2 separate regions of the Mus musculus genome follow, and region 2 is linked to region 1. The links are chromatin contacts, called in public HiChIP or PLAC-seq maps. All regions are on one chromosome and are shown on one strand. The core of a region is the stretch at or near the end of the contact, and the rest is flanking DNA. Distances in the headings are between cores, read along the strand shown.

Region 1 (4,264 bases), core at 1,722-4,221:
ATACTGACGGCTGAACCTAGGACCGTTGATCCCAAAGCTGGGAGGAGAAAGACCAAGAGCCTAAATCGTCAAGGCCAAACTCATTAAAGTAAGCAATTCATTAACACAAGATGATGATGATGAATAATGTACAGGTGCTGCCTCCTCCTAAGGTGGGGTTCCAGAAGTCAGCCTTAGAAGTGACGAAGACAGGGCTTTTAAAGCTCAGAGTTTTTCCAAATATGGGATTTGGTAAGCAAAACAGGCTAGGTTACAGGACCAGAATATAAGCACAACAAGTTAGTCTCTCCTGAAACAAAGACATAGTCGCAAGGTGGACATAACAAGGGAGTCATTGTTCGGTGAACCCCCGCTCACCACTCTCACCCGCTCTACCTCCCTGTCCCCCACAAGCCAGGAAGCCCTGTCTGCATACCTTCCCTAGTCTCCTCCTTCATGGAGAAAACTGGCTACCACATCATCACCCCTTGTCTCCGTTTCTGGCAACCCACACAATAGTCACCACCCAGGGGTACGGTGTTTTGGCCATGTATGGGCTCCTAGCTGGCACGTCCTCACTCCTTACCTAAGCTCTATGAAACCCCTTCGCTTTAACCCAGCTTTTCAACTCCACTGAACTCCTCCTGTGACATCTGAGAACCAGCCTGGGAGCTGTCTCTCAATAAACCTGCCCTTATAGTCTTGATTCACCTTGAACTGGCATACTGAGTTGGCGGAGAAACCTATTAGTCATATTAACAGGCACTCATAACAAGGTTGCCGTAGGTGGTCATATAACCTTTTGAAACATAGGTAGGATTGCAAGATGGCTACAGACAACTTTTTGAAACAAAGGCATGGTTCATTGCTGGAGCAGGCATTACGGAACCATCTGTAGTTAAAGTTACGCTAGACCTGATGGGGGTGGGTTGGGGTGGAGAGCATTTCCACAATGCTCTGATTAAGCAAACTTTATTTAGACTGGCCAGTCAGTTGCCTCTCCCAAAATCGGAATTTCAGAGAGCAGATCCTTATCAGCTTTTGAGACCGCTATTATGGGGATAATTAGCTATTAGTGCCTAGACGAAGAGCAGCGGACTCAGGGCTCAAGGGTTTCTGTGGGGTAAAGTGTGATAAAAAACAGGTGGCAGGATATTGGGCTGCAAAAAAGAAGGCAATAAAAAGAAGTGGAAGAATAAATCATGTGAAAGAAGAGTCATCAGAGTATCTGGGAAGGCATATTTTCATAAGGCAAGAGGGCAGTCATAAACCAGGCGTGGTGACACACACTTTTAATCCCAGCACTCGGGAGGCAGAGGCAGGAGGATTTCTGAGTTTGAGGCCAGCCTGGTCTACAGAATAAGTTCCAGGACAGCCAGGGCTACACAGAGAAACCCTGTCTCGAAAAACCAAAACCAAAAGAAACAAACAAACAAAACCCAAAGAAGGCAGTCATAGTCACAGGTTCGGGAGTTTAGCAAGGCAAAAGAATGAACAAACATCATGGGATTGCAAGTTCAATGTAGACAGAAAAACATGGTTTGCAAGATACACTGGTCCTAGGGAACAGACACTTCTTGTAGGGAATGGAGACTTAATAACAATGTATAACAATGTGGCTCCTGTTTCCTTTTCACTGTTCCCGGTGGGGCACAGCCCAGTCTTTGAGAAGCAGAGGTTTAATCATAAACAGGAATGATCCTGGATTGTCTTTACTAAAATGGAGGCTGGCTGGTTCTTTAAGACCTCATGTGTACTAGGCAAGTGCCCTACCACTGATCAGTATTTTCAGGCCTCTATAAATATCCTATATTTACTTCTCAGTTATTGTGTTCGTCCGAAGAGGCTCTAGTAGACCTGAACATGGCAAACCTAGCTTTGTTAGGCCAGAGCCCTTCTCCTCTATCCCCTCTGCCTTGCTAAACTGTTAGATTACATTTCTAAAGCTAGACACCAAGGTCTCCTTCTTACTCTCCCTTGATCCTGCAGAAAATTATTGTTTTAAACTCATAAAGACTAAGTGAGAACTTAACCTAATCCAAAATAATCAAAAGTATAATACTGTAATACAACAGATAAATTTCAACCTAATTTCCCTAAAGTTTCTAAACAGCTTTAGATGAATGATCGGAAGATGGGTTTGAGGAGAAAACCTTTTTGCCGGGGAGATACAACACACATGTTAATGCACCCCAGAAAGGGAACCCAGACTGATCCATAGAACAATTTCCCCAGTGTCTAGCTTGGTGAACCAGTGAGTTCGTCAGGATTGGGGTTCCTAACAGAAGTATGGATGAAGGGGTACTCATAGGAGCAACTGCGTCACTCCCACACAGCACCACAGCTCCGTGGGTGCGAGCGATGACTCATTAAAGCCGCAATCCTGGAGCTCTCTGCACTTTTGTATACATCCTGGCAATCCAAATCTCTCCTTTGTTCTTCAGTCCTTAGAATCTCCAACCCCCCACCCCGCCCCCACCCCCGCCCCGCCCCCCGTTGTTTACACTTTTTATACCGCTGAGAAAGAGCCCTCAAGAATCTTCCAAATTTCTGCTCCTATAGAGAACCTTTCACATCTCCACCTCCACCCCCACGCCCTTGGAGAGGATGTTTGTATTTGCATGGAAATGTTTTTACAGCAATCATTAATAGCCTAGTCAGACTGAGCTATGAGACGGACTCTTCAATCACTCTGTTCCTCATAATCGCAAAGTAAGAAAGCTGGGTAGGGGCAGGCCTTCTAGTCTGGAACGTAATCTCCTCAAGAGGTGAAGCGGGATTCTGGGTACAAAGTAGCAAAATACGAGCTGCGCGGAACCTTTTAGATTCTCGACTAGTGTTCAGTGATTCCGTGAACTTTGCGGATATGGAGAACAGAACGGGGCTAGAAAGATAGGCTTGGGGATGGGCACAGCTCGTCGCGAGCCTGATGAGAATCGGGTGTCAGACTAGGAAACTAAGAGCCCATCATCACCCTCCCCGCCCCCCAGGCACAGTCAGGATCCACGCATGGGCGCTCGAAGAGGTCCAAGTGGTGGCTGTCCCTGGAGCTAGTGTTGTGTGAGCCTGAGTCGCAGCAGCTTGGAGCTGTCAGGAGGCTGGGCCACACGCTCCTCCCCTGTCCCTCTTGCACAGCAACCGGAGGAGGGGAGGGTCGAGCCTAAAGGTAGATTTTACGAGGAGGCTGTATGCTCAACCCACCTCTGAGTTATTCTATCCCCGGGGGTAAAAAGACTGTCTGGAAGCCTGCCGTGCTAGGATCTGACTCGCTCTGGTGGCATTGCTGCGCTCAGGGTTCTGGGTATCCGGGAGTCAGTGCAGTGACCAGGTAAGAAGCCCAAGGGCAGGGAAGGGCTTGTGATGGTGTCAGTGGGCTACTGCGGGGACGTGGGAGCGTGGTCCTCAAGGTGGGTGGGCTGGAACCACAACGTTCAAGTGTTTGGCTCAGGACTCACCTCGGAGCTCCCCAGAAACTGGCTCCAGAATTGTTGCGTGGAGGGGAGGGGTTGCTTCTGAGAAAGCCACCCTAAGAATTCAGAATTGAGGGGGCGGAAGCTGAACCCAGTGCAGCAGGGAAATGTGGTGTTCTTAGATCTCATCCTGGGACGTCCTTACAAGGAATATCCCAGATCTTCCCAGGTCTAAGAAGTTTGAAAACTGAATTATAAAAATAAAGCAATGCTGCTCTTTCTTGGGGCATCCGGCTGCTGGCCAGATGAAATGACCTTTAAGGCTGGATTTTTACAAAGCAAAGTAAGCTAAATAAATTAATTAATTAAAATTAAAATTAAAAAAAAATAAAAAAAGAACATGGTCCTCGATTGGGGCTTCCATTCTATCCCATGGGAATCACTTCAGGGTCGTGGGAAGGAAAAGAGGAAGGAAGGAAGGAAGGAAGGAAGGAAGGAAGGAAGGAAGGAAGGAAGGAAGGGAGGGAGGGAGGGAGGCAGGCAGGCTCTTACTCGCATGGTGTTGTCACCTCTAAAAGGCACGCAATCTGATTTGGGTGGATTACATTTGACCCAAATAAGATTGCTGAGTTGGGAGGCGCGCGCGTGTGTGTGTGTGTGTGTGTGTGTGTGTGTGTGTGTGTGTGTGTTCCCTGAAGCAAGAGGGCTGGTAAGCAAATTTTGAAGTCACATTGACCTGGGTCAAAACAAAGAGAAGGTCTGGAGGGTACTGGAGAACTGTCAGCACCCAGGCAGGTTTTTCTTACTGAAGGGACCCTAGTAACCTTATAGAAGAGATGGCTTACTGATGGAGAGTCCTGAGAATGGCAGCTTCA
Region 2 (4,034 bases), core at 12-2,511, 99 kb after region 1:
TTCCTGAAAAACAACAACAACCACAACAACACCCCCACCCTTTGCTCATGCCATAGTGCCGTAATCCACTTTAGGTGGTCTGTTTATTTACTTATTTATTTATTTGTTGTTGTTGTTTGTTTCTTTGAACTCACTTAGGCAGATGGATCTGTCTTGTTTTGTTTTGTTCCTATAATGTTCTTGGAACACACAGAAATAGCTTCTCTGCAACAGGCAGCAGCTGTAAATAAATGTCTTTCTCTGCATGTGCCACCCCCCACCCGCCACCCCACTGAGCCTGGAAGAAGGCCACACTGGGGTTTTTTGCAATTGTATATCCAGGACCCACTACTGCATCAACTGGAATAATGCTGCCCCTACCTTGCATTTACCACATATAAAAATTACTTCTCAGAATTCCCCTTAACGGGTATAGGCTCAGAGAAGTGATGTGGCTGACTGGCATTAAGCAAATGTTCCAGAGGGATGGTTAACAATTGGAGTCCCTCAAGGTAGGACTCACTGTCCCCCTTCCCCCAACTCAAATCTTAAAGACTCCCGAGGCAGCATAAGACTATAAACCACAAAAAACGATCCCAGGGAGGATGAAAAAGAAAAAAACAAACCAAAACCAAACCAAAAAACTGTGAACAAATGGATTATGGTTCTATAAAGGTCATCCTTACGAAAGGGGAAATGTTTCCTAGAGAGGTATAGGGCTCATGAAGAGCCCAAGAGTACTCACTCAGGCATAAGACAACATCCCTGGGGATGGGAAGACAAGGACCCTGGACACCTCCAATCCACGCTCCTCCCGAAGCTGGCCTACTGGGCACCTGACCACATCCTTGCGAGGGTCCAACCTCTGAAGATGCACTCCAGCCAGGAGTGAGGCTGCCCGCCCATCCCTCCCCCAGCACGATGCCGCAGCCACTCGCTGGGGAGGCCGAGGCGGGGGCGGCCGGTACCTAGCTCGGCCACGGTTGCGGCGCAGCCGGACAGTAGGAACTTGCTCGTCCGGGGCCATCTCTGCGTGAGCGGCAGCAGCTTCTCCTCCTCGGCGATAGGCATTCAGCAGCAAGTCAGGACCACTGGGCACCGCTGGTCGCCTGGGAACCTGCCACCCTGCCGGCGCCGCCCCTTTTCAGCCCGAGAGAGGTCAGGTCAGGACCATGTGCCTTTATTACGCTCTGCAAAGGCGCCGCCCGCCTGGTAGCTGGACCGGTCCGGCGGCCTCAGGTGCTGAAAAACAAAGCCGCACCCAAGAGGCTTCTGGGAAATGTAGTTCTTGGGGGCTCAGCGACTTCTCTGATTGGCTGGTAGCTAGGCGCCCGCTGCAAACAGCTAGTTTACTCGAGCTCCGCCGCCTCAGGATGTGTTCCCGCCTCCTCCGTCCCAGCCCAGCCCAGCCCAGTTCAAATCAAAGCTTTTTTTTTTTTTTTTTTTTTTTTTTTTTTTCTCATAATTTGAAAGCCGTGGGAAGGTGGAAGATAGCCACAATGCAAAAATCACACAAAAACTGGGGCGGGGCAAAGGAACCACAGTTACGCAAGAGAATTTGTTTAAAAAGTTTCTCGGCTCAGAGTTTGCAAAACTGGGCGCATTTTCCTCAGTCGGCGGGGGACTAGGAGATTCCCCTGGAGAAGGACGTTTTCAAACGTCTGTTGATTCTGGAAGATGGGCATTATGGAGTTATTCTCACCAATAGCAATCGCCGTTCTGGGAAGCTGTGTTCTTTTCTTATTCTCTCGGTTGAAGAATTTGCTTGGACCCCCGTGCATCCAAGGCTGGATTCCCTGGATTGGAGCTGGACTTGAGTTTGGGAAAGCCCCTCTTGAATTTATAGAAAAAGCAAGAATCAAGGTATGTAGCAGTGACAGGGAGTTTGGAGGGAGGTAGTATTTCCTTTTCTAATTTTTCTTTTATTAAACTCAGTGTTGGAACATTGGGCATACACATACTTCCGGCAATTCGTCTACTCTGTTTCTCTACATACCTTGTTGGAAATAGTCAGGTCTTTTGACTGTTAGTAATTCCCTGCAGTTAATTCTAAGTGGGTGTTTATTAACATTGCAGATGTAAGCTTGTAGTTTGGGGGCGGCGACAGAAGAGTTTCCATGATTTCAGTTTGTGAAAACGAGTAATAAATTTGTATCACAAGTAGAGGTAACTCTACGATTTTATAAAACTTGATTTGCTAAATTGATCTTTACAGATTAAAAGCTCCCCAATATTCTTTCTTTCTCTCCCCATCCCTACCACCAGATACTATTTTATTGGTGAGTTCCTCCCTCCCTTATTCCCTGCCCTGAGGAAATAAGTAATGGATTCCACTGTAAGGGTTTTTTTTTTTTTTTTTTTTCCCATAAAGCAGCTACTGAATGTTGAACAGTTTAGAGAAGGCACTTTTACTGGCTGGCCTTTTAATTTCTATTCATATTTTGGCGGCCAAGATCTTACTGTGGTTTTGGTTGGGAAGCCAGCATGGTGGATGAAGTGCTTTCTGCAGCAACCACAAAAACCTGAGTCCATACCTCAACCCCTCCAGGTTCAGTGAGAGAGGCTTTGTCTCAAAAACTGAGGTGGAGGGCCAGCAAGAGGGCTCGGTGGGTAAAGGTGTCTGCTGCCAAGCCTGGCATCTTGAGACTGAACCTTAGAACCCACATGGTGGAAGGAGAGAATCAGCTCTCTCAGATTGTTCTCAGACCCCCACATGGGCGCTGTGATACACACATGCCCATATTCCATGTAAACACAATATATGAATAATATTTTCTTATCATTTAGTATTTCTTCTAGCCCTCCCCCACTTCTGTGTGTGTACACTCATGTGTTGGTGTTCTAATCCATGCATGAAGGACTACATGGAGTTCAAAGGTTTGCACCAGGGTGTCTTCCTAGTTTGTTTTTCCACTACATTTTGTTGGGACAGGTCCTCAAACTGCATCTGGAGCTCATCCAGTCAGCTAAGACTGGCTGTTTAACAAGCCTCTGGGAACTGCCTGTCTCTGTCTCCCTGGCTTCTGGAGAATTAGGGATGCGAGCTTTTATGTCTGGGTTTTGCCTGGGGTCTGGGGATTTGAACTCTGATCCTCATGTTGGCACAGCAAGCACTTTGTCCACTGAGCCATATTCTAGTCTTTGATGGCTGTATTTCATCAAATAAGGATAAGATATTTTATTTAAATTCCAGTAGTTGGGTGATATGGGTTGCTGCTAACTGCTTTTCGTTGTTTCAACCATTCCCTCAATGGATATTCTTATGTGCATGCAGTTGAACATTTAAAACTTATCTGTGTTGAGGCGTGCATAGCTGTAGCCATCTTGTTCCACGCCTGCCAGCTACTTTATATGGGTGCTGTAATATGCCTGTCAGTCACTGATGCACAAAAATAACTCGACTAAGAATAGGGTCATGATGAAAACATACCCTGTTAAGTACTGCATGAGATTTGTTAAGCCTAACAAATTCCACCACTATAAGCTTCACTTAGGACCTATGAAATTAAAGGTCAATATGAACTGTGATGTTTAAAATGGCTGGAGTCAGGGCCGAACTCTGGGCAGCTTTCCAGGACCTGAGCATGAGCTCCTTGTGTTTTTCTGGTTTTAGCCTTTAGGCCCTGAGAAATGTCCAGAGTGAAGCATTCAGCTCTCGAGCCTGAGCTTTGTTGCTCTGGTTGATCAGTCATGGTGTGTGATCAAGAAACCATTTCTGTTTAACTGAGATCAGTATTCATGGGGTTTGTGGGGTGACTCCTGGACCCCAACAATTTGACTGTTTCCTCAGGATAAACTCCAAAGATAGACTTGCTTGTGGGGAAATACACAATTTATTTTTTTAATGATTGCATTGTGTTATTATTTTACTGCTTTGAAAAAGATGTAATATATACTTTTAATCTTTATTTAGACGTAAAATGTGCTTATATTAAATTCTGTACCATACTGGATACCATAATTATGTGAAATGTTTACTAGTCTAGTGCATGAAAGATGAAGAAGGATCTTTCCTAAAAGTATTTCTTTGTTTCCCACAGCCTTCCATGGGCATA

What was found. HiChIP or PLAC-seq counts read pairs in DNA pulled down with a chosen protein or histone mark.
Region 2: a contact with region 1 is called in an HNF4G HiChIP or PLAC-seq map of pancreatic cancer cells. The contact joins the promoter of Slc25a27 here to the promoter of Pla2g7 in region 1. A contact is called at or near these places in 2 of 39 promoter capture datasets (the 3T3-L1 cell line and macrophages), 1 of 15 datasets of contacts at CTCF or cohesin (the NIH/3T3 cell line), 1 of 115 datasets of contacts at active chromatin or transcription factors (pancreatic cancer cells) and 2 of 9 other capture datasets (adipose tissue and liver).

What each region holds. Positions count from the first base shown.
Region 1 is chr17:43,565,480-43,569,743 of GRCm38.p6, forward strand. It overlaps Pla2g7 (phospholipase A2, group VII (platelet-activating factor acetylhydrolase, plasma)), which reads left to right and starts at 2,972. Exons shown (of 12, transcript NM_013737.5): 1 at 2,972-3,307.
Region 2 is chr17:43,665,953-43,669,986 of GRCm38.p6, forward strand. Slc25a27 (solute carrier family 25, member 27) reads right to left here and starts at 1,262. Exons shown (of 9, transcript NM_001357122.1): 1 at 948-1,262. The coding sequence starts at 1,050. It overlaps Cyp39a1 (cytochrome P450, family 39, subfamily a, polypeptide 1), which reads left to right and starts at 1,420. Exons shown (of 12, transcript NM_018887.4): 1 at 1,420-1,842. The coding sequence starts at 1,657.